3 separate regions of the Sus scrofa genome follow, and all the other regions are linked to region 3. Evidence: chromatin contacts called from public Hi-C and HiChIP or PLAC-seq data. All regions are on one chromosome and are shown on one strand. Each heading gives the region's core, a stretch centred on a gene start, on an enhancer-like site or on the middle of the called end of the contact. The rest is flanking DNA. Distances are from core to core; before and after follow the strand shown.

Evidence for each region. A called contact is a pair of places that touch in the nucleus more often than the background predicts. HiChIP or PLAC-seq counts read pairs in DNA pulled down with a chosen protein or histone mark.
Region 1: a Hi-C map of liver shows a contact between it and region 3, with 10 times the contacts expected there. The contact joins the promoter of LOC100624329 here to the promoter of LOC100624590 in region 3. A contact is called at or near these places in 2 of 47 Hi-C or Micro-C datasets (heart right ventricle and liver) and 2 of 2 datasets of contacts at active chromatin or transcription factors (alveolar macrophages and skeletal muscle).
Region 2: an H3K27ac HiChIP or PLAC-seq map of alveolar macrophages shows a contact between it and region 3. The contact joins the promoter of EIF1AY here to the promoter of LOC100624590 in region 3. A contact is called at or near these places in 2 of 2 datasets of contacts at active chromatin or transcription factors (alveolar macrophages and skeletal muscle).

Annotation. Positions count from the first base shown.
Region 1 is chrY:9,872,381-9,875,303 of Sscrofa11.1, reverse strand. LOC100624329 (zinc finger X-chromosomal protein) reads right to left here and starts at 1,256. Exons shown (of 7, transcript XM_013991057.2): 1 at 738-1,256.
Region 2 is chrY:9,703,085-9,705,784 of Sscrofa11.1, reverse strand. EIF1AY (eukaryotic translation initiation factor 1A, Y-linked) reads left to right here and starts at 1,372. Exons shown (of 7, transcript NM_001244349.1): 1 at 1,372-1,509. The coding sequence starts at 1,494.
Region 3 is chrY:9,169,310-9,172,009 of Sscrofa11.1, reverse strand. It overlaps LOC100624590 (ATP-dependent RNA helicase DDX3X), which reads left to right and starts at 1,382. Exons shown (of 17, transcript XM_013991065.2): 1 at 1,382-1,607. The coding sequence starts at 1,563.

The DNA of each region.
Region 1 (2,923 bases), core at 7-2,506, 700 kb before region 3:
CCTTACGCCTGCAGCCTTCGCCTATGTGCCAGGCCTCACCCCCGCTCGGTGCCCCAGGCCGGCAGCTACGCCAACCCGAGACCCCTTAGCCGCCTTTCAGGCCACCGGGCGACCCTCCCCCAACCCCCGCCCGTTTGTTGAGCTTGTCTCAGCCGCCGCTCGGGGCACCCGGGCTCCTCCCCAGGCCTAACTGCGGCCTCCTTGGGGCCTGCTCAGCGCCTCGCGCCACACCGCCCGGCCTACCGCGGAAAGGCTCCACGCAGGCCGCCCACCAGGCCGAGATCAGGCCACCCTGCTCGCACCAGGCCTCACGGCCGCGGCCGCACCCCAGACTCACCAGACCCGGGTGCGGGCGGTCAGCGACGGTGACGGGTGCTGCAAGCCGGCCTTTCTCTGGAGCGTTGGGCCGGGCTCCGGCTGGTGGGGCGGGCGGAGGGAGGGAGGAGGGGCCGAGCTCGGAGCTAACAAAAACGGCCCAGCTCCCCGGCACGGGCCTGCCGTCAGCACGTCACGTCACCACCCGGGAGAGAGACCCAGGAAAATCCGGAAGGGTAGATAGGTCCCCTCCTCTGCCCCGTGGATCCCGAGGCGCCTCGTGCCGAAAGCGCGCAGGGCCCGCCACCCAGAAGCCCACTGGCCTCGCTGCGGTGGGGTCTCCGGCGGCCCGAGTTACAACGTTCTTTTCCCCTCCTCCCCGCTCCCGCCCGCTGCCGCCGCTCACGCGCCACTGCCGCTACCTCGGTCGTAAAGTCCGCGCGGGGCCGCGTTCTGTCGATCCCGCAGAGAGGGAGGCGGTTTGCACCTGGTGGGTCTCCGCGCCGGGTCCTGACCAAGGTGCCTATTCGAGTTATTTGCAAGCCGTCAGAATTCTGCTTACAGTATATGTGTGTTCTGCATCCCTGCAGCTGCAGAAGAAATTTTAGTAACCCCCTCCGTACCTGCCTTCATTTAAAGAAGAAAGAAAAAAAAATCTGAAACAAAGTGAAAATAACCTTGCACTAGGATGCTGTGGGCGAGAGGAAAAGAAGAGTTATTTTACAACGAACTTTAATTTTTTTTTAAATAATGGAATCCTTAATTGTTTTGAACGTAATGGTGCAATACATTAAAGTGGTGGACAATGACTATTAGAGGTAGCTTGTGTTTGAGGATTTGGGAGCCCGCTGAAAGGTAAGTCTTGTGTACTTATTTCATAAATAATGATTTTTCTGCATATACAGATAGAATTGGGAATTTTTTTTTATTTTTTAGCAACTGCATAAACCGTTCTTTAAAAGTTAAAAAGGTCTAAGAGACAAAAAGGAAAATATATTTGATTAAACAGTTAACATAAGTTCCAAAAATACATTATTTTGTGCTTTCATTATTTTAAATTTCTATGCTATGCTCCATTCTGAACTTGGGATCCAAACTTCCTTTGAAAGATACTAGTTAAAAGGCAAAAAGTGGCTTTAAATCTACATTAATCTGGAAACTGACATGCTATACTTTCTCAGTATGACTAAGTAGTAAACGACAGTTTAAATTACAAAGAATACAAAAATTGTAGACCTAAGGAATTCACTAGTGGCTTGACAAGTTAAGGATCCCATGATTTTCACTGCTGTGGTTCAGGTTCCATCATTCCTACTAAAATTTCCACAAGCTGTGGACCTAGGCAAAATATAAAGAAGAGAGCAAGGGAGCAAGAGAACCAATACAATACTGGTATACAAATCTCTTTTTATGTAGAGGACAAATATATTTTAGTTTCCTATCATACACACTATCAGAACTCCCAGAATGTGTGTTCTTCCTTCATACACCTTAAAATCATGAAATGCTTTAGAAAAGGAAAGATAGGAGTTCCTATCGTGGCACAGTGGAACAATCTGACTAGGAACTCTGAGGTTGTAGGTTTGATCCCTGGCCTTGCTCAGGGGGTTGGGGATATGGCATTGCAGTGAGCTGAGGCGTGGTTAGAAGACTCAGCTCAGATGTGGTATTGCTGTGGCATAGGCCAGCGCTGTAGCTACAATTAGACCCCTAGCCTGGGAACCTCCATATGCTGGGAGTGCAGCCCTAAAAAGCCAAAAAATAAAATAATCAAATATAATGAGATTTTATTTTAAAAAGGAAAGATAAATGTATAGTAAAAATAACCTCTGAGAAGTCTCTTGATGAGAACTTCCTCTCAATTTTCAGCTTTTTTTTTCCTAGGTAACTAGATTTTTTTTTTCAGAAATCACAAAAGACAACATGTCTTTATAGAAAATTACAAAAGTCTGTGCTGGAATATATTTCACGAGGTGAATAAAACAAATACTTTTCAAGTAAAAAAGAACTAGCTTAAGCTCAAATATAATTAATGTAATTTCAAAATAAATGTTTAAATATTTTCTAAGGCCTTGTTTTATATTGTGCTCTACATTGAATGGGCCTGACATCACCCTTACAACTCTAGCACCATGTCAGTATTATTGTTAGATCTCCCATGATTACAAAATATGCTAGTAAGACCATCGTATAAGGCACTAGGAAAGAGTGGCCACATAATAAAAAGATATTTCCTCATTGCAAAGATGAGAAGTAGTTTAGATAGTGATGTTTTAAGAAGAGCCTCTGGAAATTGACAATACATAATATACAGTAGACACAGAAAAACTTATGACAAAATTCAACACCCACTTTTGATAAAAACTCTTCAGAAAGTGAGCATAGAGAGAGAACCTACATTAGTATAAAAGCCACATATGACAAGCCCACAGCTAACATCGTTCTCAGTTGTAAAAAGCTGAAAGAATTTATGCTAAAGGAACAAGAAAAGGATGTACACTCTCACCACTATTATTCATCATAGTTTTGTAAATCCTAGCCGCAGCAATCAGAGAAGAAAAAGAAAGAAACCCAAAATGGAAAAGATGAAGTAAACTATCAGTTTGCA
Region 2 (2,700 bases), core at 123-2,622, 530 kb before region 3:
TCCCCCTGTCTTATTTTTTCTCTTTCTCTTTTGCTTTTTTTAAGGCCAAAATGTACGCATACGGAGGTTCCCAGCCAGGGGTCCAATTGGACCTACAGCAACAGTCCCAGCAACAGCCACAGTAACGCAGGATCTGAGCAGTGTCTGTATACACCACAGCTCAGAGCAATGCTGGATCCTTAATTCACTGAGCAAGGCTAGGGATTGAACCAACATCCTCATGGATCCTAGTTGGTTGGTTAACTGGTAAACCATGAAGGGAACTACCCTTCTCTGTCCCTTACTGTTTAAAGTGTTTACAGAGGAAAAAATCTGGTTATTTACCTTGTTCGTGATGTTACCTCAATCACAAAGTACAAGCAGGTGGCTGGTTATAGATACCTACTCTCAGCTCATCCATCTTCTGCCTCAGCTCTATCAATGTTAATTCATGAATGCTGTCTTAAAAGTCTCTAGAGTTATAACTTGGAGGACATGGTCACTAAGTTATATGATTAGGCTTGGATAACTGCTAGGTCACTTCATCAGGACTTTTTGAAAGCTTGTTGATTGAAAGAAAATTGAGACTTGCACAAGAAATTTGATAAAGATCTTATGACTATTATAATCAACATCAGATTTTTTTAAACAAACAAATTGTTATTCCTTCAGATATTGATTCCACCTTAGCAGATTTTAACTGTTTTTTAAAAGCCCTAAGTGGGAAGCTTCCCTTCTTTTATTAAGTGAAATCAGTCCTAGTTTTTGATAGAACCTAGTTTATGCATAGAACCAGGATACTAGAAAAGAGATTGTTAGCAAACATAAACATACTCTGTTTCAGAGTACTAAAACAGTTTAAGTAGTGGGACCTCTAATGATGCTCAAGAACTTTCTGTATCTGAAGTACTTCCATTTTGTTTAGGTCCTTTGAGATTAAACCCGGCCTTTCTTTACTAGTCCTCCACCCATATTCAACTATTAAGCAGAAATTTCTTGTAGAATCATTATCCTGCAATTTATTTCCACCAAAAAGTAGAGCGGTTAAGAGACATAAAAGTTAAGGAGTCAAGAAATTGTCAGGAGACAGCAGTTATTACAAAGCAGTCCACCGGTTTTCTACACAGGAGTTAGCTCCAACGGTTTTTAAACATGACAATCAGGCCCGTGCACTCTATCCGAAACTCCTTTTCTTTTGAACTCACAAGTCCTTAGTTGGAAGAAGCGCCAGTGTGTGTATTCCAATAAACGACAGGCTTTCCCAATACGCATGCGCAGTAGGGCGGTGAAAGACCGAGCTCCTCGCGGAGCCGGATTGGTAACGACAGACTGTCGTTAACTGTCGAGAAACCGTCTGGGCCGCCATGTTCTTGCGGGTAAACGTGCCAGCTTGGAACATTAGAGGAGTTTTGCGTTAGACGTTTGTAATTGCGCCCAACATTTCAGAGGAGTATTTACCTGCGCCACAAACACCTGAACGCATTGTTAAACTCAGAGCGGCCGCGGTTACCGGCATGCCTAAGAATAAAGGTAACGTTTTGGTTTCCCAGAACCACGGTTTTGCTTGCTGTGTCCCTTCCGCCTTCACTCGGCGGCAGTGACAGTTTATCCTTTCGGTGTTAGACTGGTCTCAGCTTGACTCTTTCTCGTGACGGCGGCTGGAAAGTTCAGCCGCCTTCTGTGTCCCTTTGGTTGCATTATAATGGAACTGACGCCAAATTTTTGAGAGCATCCGAGACAGAGTGTAGGCTTTGTTCCTCCTTTACGCCACATTTTAGAGAGGCTCATCACGAATCTGTGTGATTTACTCCCTGGGTCGCCTGGTATTGGCCTCTAAGTCTTCTCTTCCTGTGACTTTCTTGGAGAGTTTCTTAAAAGGTGATTCTAGCATTTGCGACCATTAAATATTCTTTCTTACTTTTTCTATGGATAATCCACTATTACTGAACATAATCCTTTATAAACGGTGCGTGAAACCTTGATACGTGTTTAAAGTAATCTGTATTGGTGTACTTTACTCACAAAGTAAGGAAAGTAAGCCCTTCACAAAGCTTTATATTCTTTGCTTGAAGACATGTTACGCATTTAGGAACGTTTTCAGCCTCTTTTCTTATAGATTATTGAACTAAAGACATCTACCTATCCTTGTTCTGAAACAAAGCGCCTACATATTATCATATGTCGGAATAATTTTACTTGGAATTTGGAAATTGTGCGGCCTAAGCTATGTAAAGAAGAACACCTGGACAATCATACCTTAAAGAAATTCTCCTTTTTTACAGACTTGAGTGTTTTTTCTTTTAATGTCTTTATATACCTCCAAGAAAATTGTAACTGCAAACAGGTAAACGTATCTCTAGGATACCACCACATTTCACAGTGTGCAGGAAACTCCGCTTTGATACTTTAGCATGGTTTGCTTGTGTCAGAACACAGGGTAATATTCCTTCTTTGCTGATGGTAGTATAAATAAATGTAGACAGAAGTATAAAGTGCTAGGTACATAATTTTTAACCCAGAACCTCTACTTCTGCAAATTTATCCTATGGAAGTTGTTTGTAGAATAATTTAAATTCAACATTTTAAAATAATACTAAAACATGAGAAGTAACCAAAATAAGGTGGTTAAATATACTCTATTAAAATGTTCATTTAAGTGTATGGTTCAGTTGACGTGAAAAGACATTTAATGAAAAGTGGGATTAAAATAAGTTATAGAAG
Region 3 (2,700 bases), core at 133-2,632:
GAGAAACTGTGCATCTGTGCATTTAATTTATATCATCTGTCAATTTAATTTCAGAGTGGTAAAAGCGTTGACAAAATATTTGCCTTAAAAAATGTGTAACTTGGCTTATATCCAGAAATGGCAAAGCGGCAAAGCAACTTGTTCTAAACACATGTAAATGTTAACGTTTTGAATCTGAAAAAGCAGAATACTGTTTTGTGTGGTAAATGTTTTGAGACTGCAGCTTGTAGTTTGTTGAATCCCAGAAGTAGGCGATCCTAGTATTTAACCTCTGTCTTCACTGAGGAACGGATCTACACATAAGCTGTCCCTCACTTAAAACCAGGGACCAAGTAATCAACATATTTTCTCATTTGAGCGAACCACGGCACTAAATCGGAGTAAGGGACGTAGAAGACAGCCGCAAAAATAGACTCCTCCCAAGGCAGTGGCCCACTTCCCTGAATTGCCCACTCAGGCCGTGGCCTAAGTATAACAGCCTAGGTCCAACCACTTGAGTTTGTATCCCAGGCTGATTCCGCCAACAGTCCTGGGTCCATCGGGCCCTGGGAGTCGCCTGGGGTTTTTAAGAAGCAGCAGTTCCCAGTGGGTTAGCAGACAGAGACCACTAGGGAAAAACAAAGACTAAGGCAGCATGGGCGCCTAAAGTGTGGGGGAGGGGCGAAGCAATGTTCCCAGAGAGGCGCGTCATTCACTATATAATTTTTTCATTATTCCCTCACCACGTGACGCGACTGCAGGAGCTACAAGCGCACACTCGCCGTCAGGAAACCGGAGAGCACTCGAGTTTCTGGCCAAGTCCCCTCCGCTTCCCTTTCCCCCTCCCCCACCCCCGCTTTGCCCCTCTCATTCACCTTCCACAGAGTCCTTCAGACCACCTCTTCTTTCGCCTCTACCTTGAGACTATTCAAGTCACCATTGATAGCTCTACGAAATGGCCAACGCGGCCGACGCCTGGGGTCAAGTGACCCTCCATCTTCTCGGAATCAGGGCTTTTTGACTAGTTACGACTTTGCGGAAACTTCCCCAAAGGTGGGGGAGGGCGTGTTAGAACGTGACATTTTACAAAACTTCAAATTCTTCCAACTTAAAGAGAATGGGACGGAAGAGCGGTAGAGGAAGATAGGAAACTAGGAGGGCGGGGGAGATTGGGGGATATTCGCGATAAGGTTAAAACGTGCAAACTGGATGAAGGTGGGACTCTGCAAGTTTTTGCTAGCCCCCCCAACTTCCAAAACCCTGGAGTAGGGGGGGTTGAAAGAGAGCTCTCCCGAATTCTGAGAGCGTTTGGGGGAAGGGTCCCCCCAACATCAGAAGATCCCGCGAGATTATGACTAAACGAACGCTAGCTGGCGGGCAGAAGTAACGGTAGCCTTAAAGGGATCGGGGGGCGGGGGAGTTGAAAACGCTCGGGTTACGTGCTGACGTAACGCGGTCGAAGCGGGTATATTTCCGCCTGACCAACTGTATTTTGGCGAAGTGTAGGTCCGTTGCGTGGCGTTTAATATCTGGATGCGCTGCCGCTGAAGTGGGAAGTTTGGAGTTCTCGCTTCTCTTCAGGCATGAGTCATGTGGTGGTGGAAAATGCGCTTGGTCTGGACCAGCAGGTAAGCCGAAATGTTCCTGTCTAGTAGGCTGTCTGTACCGACCCTTTCTCTGGCTTAACGGGGCCTATGGCGGAGTACTAACTTGCCATCTTCACGTCTTATCCTGGGTTCCTTTGGTTCCGGTGGGTACACTGTGGGTAAACGAAAAGAGACATGCAGACCAGGTGGAGGTGGAGTGGGAAAACTTCCGTTGGTAGCACTAATTTGATCGTAGCTCTTTTCGGTAGGCTTATATCTAGCCAAAGTATTATATCGGGCCGCGTACAATGGCGTCTTTTGTGTGCTTGCGCCCTCTCGCAGGTGCGCCCACGTGCGAGTACCGCGACCATGTTTCGTCTCGACCGATTTGGGTCACACTGTATAGCACCGATTACAACCCCACAGGTGTCGTTGGTTTTACGCCAAAGGTGGACTGTGGCAGTGGAGTCGGGGCAGGGCCTCCTGGCCGGCTAATGGCGGCGGCCTCCTTTGTTCGGTCTGCATGGTTAGCTGTACTTGGGTGCTTTCACCGAACGCCTAACCGTTTATGTTCTAGGCCACCGGGTGCGTGCTGGCGATTTGATTATAGAAAGTGAAACTTTGTTTTCTTGTTTCTCTCGCGGGCCACCTGCCTCTGGGCTATCACTGTTCAGTGTTGCGCCTGACTAGGCCTTGTTACCAGAGTGGAAAGTTTTGTGACGCAGAAGAGCCGGAAAGGGATACTGGGGAGGAAAAGAATGGCCGCCGCTTGCTTCTCTCCACTCCTGTCTGCGTATAATGAAGTTGGACTTAGGCACGGAGACTCCTGGGAGGTTAGGAATCTGGAATTGCTTTATTTCCTATATTTAATTCAGAGAGTCATTGAATGGCCGTTAACCCGACCGTGCCGTTTTTTGGCGGTGTTACTCTGTGTTGTGTTTTTAAATTAAGCGTTTAACTTTGAAGTTGATCAGATGGAAAATAACCAGAAGAATCGGTGAGCAGCGCAGATTTGATTAGCTTGGTATTACTGATTTGGTTGTGTCTGAGACGAAAAATAGAAATAACGCAAAGCCAAGAGCCTGTTCTCTTCAAGTATATTCCTTTTCTTTTACGGTGTAGAGAAGTGGGTAGA